2 separate regions of the Ovis aries genome follow, and region 1 is linked to region 2. A link is a contact called in public Hi-C data. All regions are on one chromosome and are shown on one strand. Each heading gives the region's core, a stretch centred on a gene start, on an enhancer-like site or on the middle of the called end of the contact. The rest is flanking DNA. Distances are from core to core; before and after follow the strand shown. Region 1 holds the start of ERI1 (exoribonuclease 1). Region 2 has its middle 95 kb from the start of CLDN23.

Region 1 (3,660 bases), core at 235-2,734, 230 kb before region 2:
AGGTTTTTAACAAATATGAGTCACTAAAACCAACCAGGAACACAGATTCAGGCCTTGAGTCACTAATAGCTCAAAGTTTGTTTGTTTTCTTTTTAGCTCAAAGTTTTAAGACATTTAAATAAAGTAAAGTGCATTCAATCATGCTACTCTCATTAAACATAAACTTTAAAAAATTATTTTTGTACCAACTCATATGACGATGTTATTGACAGTATCTTAAACTGAAGAAGGATGGTGGAGTAGAAATGGTTCTTTAGAGAGAAGAGATATGGAGACCTCTTTGAAAGCAGCATCGTAAGGTGAACCAGATAACTGTTCAAAGACTCAGGGCAAAGAAAGCACATAAAAGACCTTTAACAAGAAAGACCACCCACCGTAACACCAAGGATGGTGGCCACTGAGAGCAAAAGGGAGGAGGTACAGCTAACAATGAAGGAAGGAGCCAAGTCCTGGGGCCAGCAAACTGAAGATTCAGGAGGGGAGAAACCCAGTCAGATTCATGTTACTGAAGATTATTCCAGCTGCTATGTGGAGAATTGGCTGTAGGTGGAAAGAGCAAAAGTCTGGACGCCTCCTTCAACTACCCACACTACGAGGCACTCAGTATTCGTATATTATTAATAGAAAATGACCAGTTTTGGTATTATTTACAGTCTGCAGCTAGTCAACAATAATTATACCTATTAAAGAAGATGATTAAAGACGTTTTAAGACCGTCTTTACAACTTTGTCACCGTAGGATCTACCACTGAGCTGTCAAAATCATTAACAACATCATTCATACATTATGTTTATACGAAGCAGGAGTAAAATGGTCCAAAAACCAGAGACGAAGTTCCAGCCAACAGGCACAGTTACCTTCCGCCAAGGCTGGGAGATGGCCTTAAAGGTCTTAAGGAGTGATACACTTAGAGCTAGGGTGAGATTTTTACAAACATAAACTGCCAATTACAGACTAGGGCTACCCGGAATGACGATAGCAAAGTGTAACCGATTGTTAACTCAGAAAGTTTAGAGCAGAATTCCCACTCAGAACGTCTAAAACCTCAGTTCGTCTGGCTGTTGACTTACTTCCAGACGGTACCTGGGACTAGAAAGGGCTCAATGACAACGACCCCCAGAGAACGGCTCCCGGAGTTGAGGCCAGGGAAGGTGGCCGGGGCTAGGGTCCCAGGGCGCACGGGCTGCGGTTCCCGCAGGAAACCCTCTTAATTCAGGGGCGCGCGGGGGGATTCTCACCTCAGGATTCGGACGCTGGGCTTCGTCCCCGCACTCCGACCCAGGAGACGCGCGCCGCGCGGGAGCCACGGCCTCGTCGCCAGGCTGGAGGGTCTGCTCATCCTCCATGTCGCGTGTCACGTCAGAAGAGAGCTGCTGGAGCCCTCCACTCCCTCAGTCTCACCCGGCCAAGCCCGAAAACCTCGTCTTTCTCGGTTGAAAAATTACCGGGCTCGCGTTCCCGCGGCGGCGACCACACAAACTCCAGCGGGCACCTCCCACTTCCGGGAACGTGAAGCGTCCAGACGCCGCGCAGGCGCAGTGAGCGGCGCCCGGAACGCGAGGGCTTCCGTTGACGGGGGCTGGAGAAGCGAGGAGGGAGGGGCAAGAAGAAAGATGGGAGGAGCCAAGCGGGAGGGAGGCGCGCGCGGGAGAATCAAAACGCTGACGGCGCAGAGTGGAGGCTACGCCAGGTTCCGAGCTCTGGTCCCTGGAGACCACCAAAGGAAATGATCCATCACCATCTCCTGAGACGTCAACGAGGTATGCCCTAGAGAGAGGTGAATTTTAACCACAGAAAATAACATTTATAAAACAATCTGCGTTTTCCGTAGGGCAGACAAGAAGAAATAGGTCTGGACTTATTAAGAAACTGAGCAAAGTATGTGAAAATAACTGTTTTCAGACATCGGACGGCAGGCAGTTCCAGTCCTTTTACCTGAAAGAAGAGAAACAAATGAGATGAGCCAGGTTATGACCCTGGCTCTCTGTCCAGAAGCAGTTTCCAGTTTGCAAGTGCAAGGGGAACTTAAGCAGAGCCTAGAGTCTCCCTGAGAAGACAGGTCTTACCGAATGGGGTAGACGGGGATTGGATTTTTGGGAGACCGAATTGGGTGGAATTTATGAGGCCGAATTCATGGAGAAAAAGCTTTAAAAATCCGCATCTTTAACTGAATAAAAATCAGTGAATATGTTCTGTGACTATTCCTCAAGGCCAGGAAAGAACAATCATGGGGAAACAGTAAGCCAAACAATTTTCAGAACTCACAGGACTAGGAATCATTTGTGTTCCATGGAGCCAGAGTGGGGAGACTGTTGAATACAGTTGTTGAATGGAATATGCAATAGAGACCCCCGAAGTGTCATGCCTTAGTAGTGACTAGCCCTAGACTTTGGGGTCTAAAGGAAAAGCTATTGTAGACCCATCAAAAGCTTAAAGAGAAAATCTTAAAAGCAGCTAGTGAAAAAAGGCACATTATGCACAGAGAAATAATGGTAAGTTTTCATAGATTTGTCATTAGAAACTGTGCAAGCCAAAAGAAAATGAAATGACAACTTTAAAATGCAAAACAAAACTGTCAGCTTGGAATTCTATACTCCACCGGATGAAACACAGACTTTTGCAGACAAACAAGTCCAGGAAGGCCACATCCTGAAGCAGCACCATCCCAGCTGACTTGCAGACTATAGGAGAATTAAACGCTTATTGTAAGCCAATGGGGTGGTTTGTTATTCTTCATTATTATAAAAATAACTGATGAGAATAGGATCACTTCTAGGCACATGGCAGTGGGTGAGGACATATAATTCCCTAACGGCAAAAGGGACGCAATTGGAAATCTACCACCGATTTTTCACTTTTGAAATCACCTGCTTCGTTCTAAGTGGACTATATTTTTTCTCGTGTAACTGCAGACTCACCTTTGTGTTTATAAACAAAGGTTTATAGACTTAAAAATCACAAAGACTTCTAAGGCACAACTCTAACCATCTCTTTTTCCTAGGGTTTATTTATTTTCTCTTCAGATAATGATTGTGAGTCCTGACATGCAACTATAGAATTAATAAGAATTGCTAATTGCATCTCTTGCCAAGAAAAAATGATCCAGTAAACACTTATCAGGATGATTCATGTTATGTGAACTTTAGTAAGTGCTAACTACAAATTTTCTACTTGAACTTTTTGATTTGATTATTGTATCTCAGTTGTTAAGTAAAGATTCACTATCAAGGACTGATTGATCATTTATCTACACTTCAGATGATGAGCTTATACCTTAGTACTGTTGCCAGTATCTATGGGAATGCTAAGATACAATAACCATTCATTCATTCAACAAAGATTTATGGAGCACCTTCTACTTGCCAGGAATGAGTACTGAACTAAATGACAAAAACTCGGCATGAGTTTATGTTCAAGAAGTGGAATAAAGACAACAAACAAAATAAATAAGCAAAACATTTACATATGGAGGAAAATTAAGCAGGTAAAGGAAGGTGGAGATGATTCTGTGGGAAAGGGTCTTGCAGTTGTAAATAGGGTGGTTATGGGAGGTCTGTTTGATGATATGCTACTTGGGCAAAGGCCTGAAGGAGGGAAGGACCCAACTGTGAGGCTCTCTGAGGGAAGAGAATTGCAGGCAGTGCAAACAACAAATGAAA
Region 2 (3,854 bases), core at 1,279-3,778:
AGTGTTGGGCATACATAATAGCTAAGAAATATTCCCTTGATGAGCTAATTGAAAAATAAATGGAAAAGGTGCGAGTGACTGGTGTGAGGAGAGACTGGTGTCTGGGTTTTGAAGTCTGGATTATGCAACAGGTTGGACACTTTCTGGCCAACTTGTTCAGCAGTTTTCAGTTTCTGCCAGTTGGAGGGGACTCCAGGGGGTCACAGCGTTTTCCTGACTCCAGGCAGGGACCTGTCGACACATTGGAGTGTGGGCTGCTCGCCAACATTCCCCAGAAGAGCTTCCACAGCGTAATGCCAAAGGACAGGCTAAGTTCAATACCACTGAAAATTTGGTCCTCACAGATCAAACTGTTCATACCACGAAGCTGGGTCTTCATTTGTGATTTCAGAGAAAGTCACGTCTTCAATTACTCGAGATTCCATTCATTCTCCTTCTGTCACTGTGAGATCAGTCTCCGAATTTATTCACAAAGGTTGCCACCATTTGAGTATGGAGACAAATTCTTAACCCCTCATTAGAGGAATTAGACGTGGGTTTTCTATTAACTCGATTTCTGAGCAACCTCTCAGCTTGACAGGGACAACCCAAGATATACTCTGCGGTAAAATGGCATGCTCTTTGGGAAAATTCAACGTATTCTCTGATTATTTACAAAATGCTTAGGACATCAAGATAGTCTTTCAAACTAAACTTTGGAAATTTTAACTTCCCAAATGTCAAAAAAAGAGACGTATGACAGTAAACATTATTCTGTCTTGAAATGTGGCATTATATTTAATCTATTTACAGAAAATAAATGGAAATCATGATGTGAAATTAAATGTAAACATCTAACACAATTGGAAAATATACAGCTTTGGGGTCTTAGAATTCAAATGTATCTCTGCTGTTTGCATCAACATTCCTTCTCTCATGAGTATTCATAATCTCATCGCCTTTCAACAAACAGAATAACCAACCCATAGAGCTACTGGTATTTACCCTGGGTTGGGAAGATCTCCTGAAGTGGGAAATGGCTACCCACTCCGGTATTCTTGCCTGGAAAATTCCATGGGCAGAGAAGTCTGGCAGGCTGTTACAGTCCATGGGGCCACAAAGAGTCGGACATGCCTGAGTGACTGAACACACACACAGAGCTATTTAAGGTGACATATATGTTGGCTCGTTTAATCCTTTCGGTAATCTTATGAAGGAGGTACTGTTACGTTCTCTTTACAGATAAATAGGGCTCTTCCCTGGTGGCTCAGATGGTAAAGCGTCTGCCTACAATGTGGGAGACCTGGGTTCAATCCCTGGGTTGGGAAGAATAAATAAGCACCGAGAGTCAACCGCCTAAGGGATACAGGTAATAAATGGCAGAGCACAGATTCAAAGCCTTGATTCTGACTGTCGAGCATGAGCTTTTAAGTTATTGTATTTTGTTCTGTCTGAATTAGCATCAGAGGCAAATTGTAATTTCAAGCTCCTTTTCCTTGACTCCTGGCATCATACATGGGCTAGCTCTCCTTTCCCTCACCCACTGGTATTTGGTAAATGCTTACCATCCAGCTCTCCGAAAAGCTAAGGTGTAGCATTTGCCAGTTTCCATGGCCAAGTTCCAAATGGTTAATTTCAAATTACCAGGAGATGTGTAATACAGTCTCATTACCTAATTTATAAAGATACAATATACCCTCAAAAAGCACAAAGACAGTAAAATGTCAAAAAAATAGATAACTAAGTTTTGAGTATTTAATATAGCCTACTTAATTGAAAATTTATATAACCTAATTCTAATTTTAAAAATGTTAATTCCTGAAAATTTAGCACTTGGCTCTCAAGAGCCAGTTCTATCAGAACTATATTTTCTGGAAGTATTTTTTAAGGAAAAATTGGGAGAGTGGTGAAATTAAAACACTGGGCAACAATCTCAAGGGTGTCTAATTCTGATCCCTCCTCCAGATAAATTTTTGGGGTTACCAAATTTGAACTGTGGTGTTCAAATTTGGAGAAGACTCTTGAGAGTCCCTTGGACTGCAAGATCTAACCAGTCCATTCTAAAGGAGATCAGCCCTGGGATTTCTTTGGAAGGAATGATGCTAAAGCTGAAGCTCCAGTACTTTGGCCACCTCATGCGAAGAGCTGACTCCTTGGAAAAGACTCTGATGCTGGGAGGGACTGGGGGCAGGAGGAGAAGGGGACGACCGAGGGTGAGATGGCTTGATGGCATCACTGACTCAATGGACATGATCTGAATGAACTCCGGGAGTTGGTGATGGACGGGGAGGCCTGGCGTTCTGCGATTCACCGGGTCGCAAAGAGTCGGACACGACTGAGTGACTGAACTAAACTGAACTAAACTGAAACTCCTCTTTGGGCAGAAGAACTTAAAGGGGTGGGTTTACAAACTTGGCTTGTGGAGAATTTTGTGGTCTCCTACGCCATCTGGTGGTTAAAGCTTGCAATTGCTATGCTCCCTGCCACTGTCGGGCCTGCTGAGAATTTTGCGGTCTGCTGCGCCATCTTGCGGGTAAAATTTGCAACTGCTATGCTCCCTGTCACCGTCTTGTTGGCCTGGGCCTGCTGAGAATTTTGTGGTCTGCTGCGTCATCTTGTGGTGACAGCTTGCAATTGCCATGTTCCCTGCAGCTGTTTTTTGCTTCAGGGTGCTAGTCAGATACGGAAATTCTTTACCCACCAGCATTTTCAACTAATTAGTCTTCCAGTAAGTAATTTGACTCTTCTCTCCCATTCTAAGGCCTTTAAGATAAAGTCCCAGGAGTTGGGCCAAAGGCAGGATTTTTGTCCTCCACTGAAATTATCACCCCAACTCCAGAGCAGAGGAGAGACCTACAGGCCTACCTTATAAATGTTAATCAGGATATCCAACATCCTATCAAACATCCTGAAGTTCTTGTCACTCTTCCCTCAGAGGCTGACAGGGTCCTCAGCAAACAGATCTTCAAGCATTCCATCCTGATATCTCACAGATGCCCAAACTGAAGGCATAACCCTATCGTCCATCTCAGAACCCCACTCTCTCCATCATGGACCCCATCTCATGACATACATTTAAGATAATAAAAATGTACAGGTGAGATAAACGTGATTTGAAGGCCACCTTGCGGTTCTCCTAATCCACATCTCCAGTCTCTTTAGTGTGATTTTAATGTCACTGAGCCCTAACCGTATATCGGGGGCAGGTGTCTTCAACCTTGCTTCCCCACTTCTTCACTTCTGTATTTCTACTGGGATATTAATTCATTCACACAACTGTTGCCTACTGGGCACACGTGTGCTGGGCACTTGGCTGGGAGATGTGGCTCAAAGAGACGCAGAGTGAGTCTCTGCACTTGACGGCTTCCCAGGGTCGCGGTGGAGGCAAAGGATTATATTTGGAAGCGTCAGTGAAGCAGCAGCTGTGGGTTCCAGGGAACAAAAGCAAGGAGGACCAGGGACAGCTTCCTGGCGGAGCACCTAAGGTGACCGTGAAGTGTGTATAGACTCTGGACAGAGGGAGAAGACAGGGAAAGATGAATCAAGGCCTGAAAGCATAGACTGGAGGATTTTCGAAGGAACAAGCAGGGCACTTTGGCCACAGGGAAGAATGTCCATGAGGCAGAAACAATGAGCTGTGACACTAGAAACCAGGCTGGGGACTGCCCTGAATGGTCTCGATTACCACGCGGGAAATGGCCTGCATGCGGGGTAATAAAACGTGAGCCTTAAGGAGAGAATCAGATCCACGGCTAAAGGAGTTATCTGTTCGAGCTTTGCTGGGCACAGGTGCCAAATGTGGGCTTATTTTCTGCCAGGAGACAGGACAATTCAAGGTCTAAAAATGATAAAGACGTGGACCTTTTTAGCAAGAG

Evidence for each region. Hi-C and Micro-C count contacts between places; a contact is called where the count stands out from the background.
Region 1: a Hi-C map of blood shows a contact between it and region 2, with 5 times the contacts expected there. The contact joins the promoter of ERI1 here to the enhancer-like site in region 2. A contact is called at or near these places in 7 of 16 Hi-C or Micro-C datasets (blood, liver, mesenteric adipose tissue and 4 more).

Annotation. Positions count from the first base shown.
Region 1 is chr26:24,204,286-24,207,945 of ARS-UI_Ramb_v3.0, reverse strand. ERI1 (exoribonuclease 1) reads right to left here and starts at 1,484. Exons shown (of 7, transcript XM_004021747.5): 1 at 1,240-1,484. The coding sequence starts at 1,347. LOC105605187 (a long non-coding RNA gene) reads left to right here and starts at 1,657. Exons shown (of 3, transcript XR_001024822.5): 1 at 1,657-1,761.
Region 2 is chr26:23,974,780-23,978,633 of ARS-UI_Ramb_v3.0, reverse strand. No RefSeq gene overlaps it. Among named protein-coding and RNA genes, the nearest start is that of CLDN23, 95 kb to the right of the region's middle. Within about 2 kb of position 2,528, at least 4 of the 54 cell types and tissues checked have an H3K27ac peak or open chromatin away from gene starts, as enhancers often do.